Linked DNA regions of Macaca mulatta: region 1 is linked to region 2. Evidence: chromatin contacts called from public Hi-C data. All regions are on one chromosome and are shown on one strand. The core of a region is the stretch at or near the end of the contact, and the rest is flanking DNA. Distances in the headings are between cores, read along the strand shown.

The links. Hi-C and Micro-C count contacts between places; a contact is called where the count stands out from the background.
Region 1: a Hi-C map of fibroblasts shows a contact between it and region 2, with 3 times the contacts expected there. The contact joins two enhancer-like sites. A contact is called at or near these places in 2 of 14 Hi-C or Micro-C datasets (blood and fibroblasts).

What each region holds. Positions count from the first base shown.
Region 1 is chr12:94,242,657-94,245,356 of T2T-MMU8v2.0, reverse strand. No RefSeq gene overlaps it. Among named protein-coding and RNA genes, the nearest start is that of WDR75, 180 kb to the left of the region's middle. Within about 2 kb of position 1,321, at least 3 of the 40 cell types and tissues checked have an H3K27ac peak or open chromatin away from gene starts, as enhancers often do.
Region 2 is chr12:94,139,498-94,142,197 of T2T-MMU8v2.0, reverse strand. No RefSeq gene overlaps it. Among named protein-coding and RNA genes, the nearest start is that of COL5A2, 83 kb to the right of the region's middle. Within about 2 kb of position 1,442, at least 6 of the 40 cell types and tissues checked have an H3K27ac peak or open chromatin away from gene starts, as enhancers often do.

The DNA.
Region 1 (2,700 bases), core at 72-2,571, 100 kb before region 2:
ATTAGTTACAATGATTTTTGCAGGTGGTTTTATATGTGTATTGCTCTAAATCTTGTAATTTAACATGGTTTGTTAGTAAGTAGTCATTGCATAATCCCTATACTACTACTAATTTTTGTACCTCATCATATATTTCCTTGTTCCATGGGTAAAAGTCCTGTCTCACCATCAGGAGTAGCCTCTTAAAGGAAGTGATAGGCATCTTTTGAGATGACTGGGATTATAGTGGGAACTCATCGAATATTTGTTGAACTGAACAGAGAAAGGGCTTTCTCACTCACATCATTACATCTTCCCCCAACCTCCCCACCTTCCAAGTCACTGATCCTGTGTCCATTGTGCTTCTGCCACTTCCATGCCCATATCTCAGTGGTCAGTAACAAAATTGGAAAGCAAGTAACATTTTTTATTCTGTCATTAGGCTTTTTGTAAATTGTTTTTAAAATTTTATACCTTTAATGATAACTACCATGATTATGTGCCAAGTACTTCACAGATGCTATTTTACTTCAATCAACAATAACTCTCAATTTGGTACTATTTTTTATTTTTATTTTTATATGGAACTCTGAGATTTTAAGTTACTATGTGACAGAACCAGGATTTGTTCTGCATTCTTAACTACTGCATTCCATGGCTTCTCAGGGATGCAACTGATACTTCTTAAATTTGGGCAGATTGTCTCAAAAGTATAAACCATATCTTTCCCAGGAGATAGGTGATAGATATTATGATATTACTCTAAATTAATATCCACAAGGTAGATGTTCATTCTTAAGCTTTTTTTTTTTTTTTTTGCTTCTGACATTTTTCCTTGGAGTTTTGAAAGAATAATAGGTAATAATTTCTTCCTACAAAGGAAATTATGAATCTAAAATTATTTCCTATGTTAGAATATTTTTCTCCCTTGTTAAATATAGACATTCTAAGGTTTTAAAATCACAGACAAAACTAATTCCATATTGTGTTTATGAATTGAGAAGTAAATTAAAATAATTTAAAAGCTACATTTTGCTCATTTAGAATACTTCTTTTAAGGATTTAGTTCACTTTTGAAATAGAGCCATAAAGTCTCTTAAAACCATTTAAGACTATAAGTCTCTTCTGTGCTGTGGCATGTCTTCCACTTATGCCTGTATCTCACTACTCTTAAGATAGGCCTTTTCTGTCTGTAGTCAAGTCTGACCACCTCCCGTTTTTCCCTCCAAGTACCTCCCATGAAAATTCTTGAAAAATAAAGCAACACTTCAACCCACACTTTAATGAGTGGACTGGAATCCCCATCCTTTTAGCTATCTTAGTAGTGACTCATAGAATTGTCTAGCCCTTGCTTTCCTAACATTTTCCATTCACTGTAAGTTATTTCTTCATCTTCTTTTGGTGCTCAAAAGTGCTTTTCATGTGTGCCAGCTGAAAAACTAGAAATAAATAAGATCTATAGTTTCAAATTGGAGTGTGCTATTTGAACTTTTTAATACAGCCCTAGTGATCTGGTGTTTGGCAGAAGTACCACCTGAAAATGGACAGTTAGGATGCAACTAAAAGCCACTTGACTATAATTTCTTAAATGTGGTGCCAAACTGTGCAATCTGAACTGCCTATGTCAATTTAGTACTCTCTCGTCTTCAGTCTTTTTTTTTTTTTAACCATGTATGAGCTTTCCTAGAGGTACCCTTAGGCCACCCAGAGAATCCAGACACTTAATTTCAAAGTATAATTAAATAATAGCTGCTTGGTAGAATAAGGTAGTATCAGAGACACATGTCAAATGTGATATTATGATATTGATCCAAAATGTGCTTATTGGGAAAACTTGAGGAGATAAGCATCCTAAATGATTTGTGCAACCACAAGTATTCATGCCTCATCTGGCCACTCATTTGCTTCATGGTTATGATTAATAAAAGATAAAAATGCAAAAATATTATAGAAAACAGAGAAATTAATCTCTAAAGCACATTCTAGTTTATCAAAGGCATCTCCTCAGGGATACATTATCTTTAAAAACTTGCCTTTTACTTTAAACGGCCACTTTTATCAGTCAGAAATTATGTCTTTGATATTGTTCTTGACCAGAAGCAGAGCTGCTAGTGGGAAAATATCAAGTTAGATGACCTGGGATCTTGCTTGTTCTGCCGTGGTAGCTGTGGTATGTGACCTTCTGGAAATCAGCTGTTTCATCTCAACTTCAGTTTTCTCTCTATATAAAATAAACATTTCTTGCCTTGCTCATCTTGTGAGATTTTCGTGAGCACCAAATGAAATAATACAGACAGGAAAGTGCACTGTAAATGTAGATTATTATTAGTCAGAATTCAAGGGGCCTTTTCAGATTGTCTTAACTTTCTCTGGAGGTGCAGGTCCTGGAATTAGGAGCAATGTTTAGGTATTGGTGGGTTCAGGGCTTTAACAGGTAAAACAAAGTTGTGATTTGTCAAGCCTTAGGGAAAGTTTTGAAATATGGTCTGGCATTAGGGGAACAATGCCAACTTTTGTCACAGTGACCTGTCTCAGAAGAAGATGCTCACATTTGGGGGCAGGAATGAGCAGAGAGGTTCATACTGCCTTGCTCTGTGTTTTTATCTTTTTTCCTTCATAAAGAATATAGCCTCAAGAGAGCTCGTTTCTAATCACACACACACACACACACACACACACACACACACACACACACACCCCATGTGCATGCTCACACAATAG
Region 2 (2,700 bases), core at 193-2,692:
GCTAAAATGCAAAGGTTCTTGGATTTCTTCTATTAAGAAAAGTAATAATAATGTCTTATTGCCTAATCTCATTTTATAATTTCTCCTCTCTCTGAGCTTAATGCATTCCTCACATATTTAATGCTCTGGCTTATATATCTTTATTTCCTGTAAATTTAGTTTGTCAACACCTACATATGTTCCTTGACGGTAATGGGTATGTCTTTTATTTCTTTTATGTCATCCTTTCTGCCCAGCGCTTAGCACAGTGCAAGGTACCTGTTGCCGAATAATTATAAACAATTGACTCATTCGTATTGTATGGAACATCCATTCTGATTCTAGGGAGACTCAAGGTGGCAAATACATTAGATTATATGGAACTCTCTGAGGTCATTAAGATCTTGGCAAGTGTGAGGGTGGCACAAAAGTTCATCAATAATTGTCCTTAAAATGCCTGTGCAACTGGGGCTATCATATTGCCTGCAAAGCTGGCTTAGAGTTAATAATACAACCATCTACTTTTATGTAGCTCTTTGCAATTTGGAACTTCATTAATAATACATTACTCATTTTAGTGTCACTAAACCCTGTACACTGGTCAGGGTAAAGCCCTTTTCTCAAATGAGAAAACTGGAGTGCACAGAGATAAAGGACTATGTGCACACTTACAAAATTGTTGAGTGGCAGAACCACTCACAAAAGGCAGAAACCAGCCTTTTTTCATCCAAAGGTAGAGTACTTCCCATTCCTCTGCACTGCTTAGTAGACTATTTTTCAACATAGTAAAACTCTCCGGGACAAGAGGAACCTGAAGATGTGGCCCCTTAACAAGAGATGTGGAGAAATTAGGAAAGGACCTGCCTTCTTAATTCAGATTACAACGTATCACAAATTCATTTATTCAAAATGGTTTTCTCACCTGGATTTTACCTGGGGAACATTCTAATAATCCCCTTCCAGAGTATGGGAAAAGAAACCGAATCTGAGAAGGGGATAAGAATACTCCCTATTCAGTCAAAAGAAAGGGTTAAAATATGATTCTTTAAAGATTTAAGGTGGAGAAGAGAGTCTTGAATTATCTAAATATAAAAAAAAAAAAAAAAAAAACTAGGCGAAACGACTGGATTTTCTTCAGAATGTCTTTTTCAGCTTATAGGGGAAAAGTTAAAGGGTGTGTGTCTGGGGGGAAGGGTTAGGGAGGGGAAAATAGAACCCTTCTAACAGCCTTTCTTAAAAAATAAAAGAAAAGAGAAACAAATGTTTGTTTCTGTTATTAAGCCCCATCTATGCTTTAAAGTTAAACGAAATAGGGAAAGTTCAGGCACAGAGACGCGTGTTCTGATTTGGTTGTTTACCATCAATCAGACCGTTGCTTGGCAGACACTGGATGGTTATGAGCCTGAACAAGCTGAAAAGGGGCAGGAAAAGAAGTGGAGGCAGCATTCTTCCTATTTAAAGCTGCATCGCTTGAAAAAAGTTTTCGCAGACTGTGCTGGAGCTGGTGCTGAAAAAGGGGGTTTGCAGAGGCTGCCCTGGGGCTGGTGCTGAAAGAAGAGCCCACAGCTGACTTCATGGTGCTACAATAACCTCAGAATCTACTTTTCACTCTCAGGAGAACCCACATGTCTAATATTTAGACATGATGGCAAACTGGGCGGAAGCAAGACCTCTCCTCATTCTTACTGTTTTATTAGGGCAATTTGTCTCAATAAAAGCCCAGGAAGAAGGCGAGGATGGTGAGTTTGCCATTTGCTTTGCTTTAGTGTTTATTGCACGGTTTGGGAAATAGGTGGAATGTTAAGCCTCAGGAAGAGCGTGAAGAGGAGGTTCTGGTTTGAAGTCTGAGAAGGGGGTTGACGGATTTGCACCTGGAAAACGACTTGAAAGACAATTGGGATGTTAGTAAATCCGGAGCTTCTAGATCTGCCGTTGGAGAGAGTACACTACTAAATTTTTCTGGGAAAGCCTACAATAAGTCCTTTTGCCTCAGTGTGAGAGTGGGAAGTTTGAAAGAAGAAAAGAGCGAATGCTTAAAACGGAGCACTAAAGGCATTTTAGTGAGAGGAGCTCTGTTCTGTGGGCTGGAGTTTTCAGAGCAAGGAAAAGTCGCGGCAGAAGCTGGGTAGGGTGGAGTCTTTTTGTACTGAACTTCAGCTGCTTCATAAAATTCTTTGTTTAGAAAAACCTCTACAGCAACTCTGATAGCTCTGATTTTTCTTTGTCTTTGGCTCCTCATTCTTTCCTCTTTAACAATTTACACTTCTTTTTACCATTTTCATTTGTGAAAATGTGATCACTTTTGCTTGCTGGGAGGCAGTCTCGTTTGTTTCTCCATGACAGAGGCTGATAGAAGCCAGATTTCTTAAACAGTGGTATTTTCCCACCCTACTGGCTTGATTAATAGGACAGTGGTGGTTCCCGGTTGGATGGCGGAAGGCAGGAAATCAGCATGCCTTATATATATCTTATTTGGCATGGAATATTTGCATGGACATTACCCCTTAGACACAAGCTTTTTTTTTTTTTTTTTTTTTTTTTAAGATAAATCTTGCCTGGTGACCAAATTTTTTTCCTATGCAATTTTCTTATGTTACAGTTGGGTTATATGGTATGGTTAAGCAAAAATGCATAGCTGTTATAGTATATAAGAAAATATTTAAGTTGATTCCTCTATTAAATCTTTACTCTTGAGGGTTGCAGTTTCAAATACAGACATGT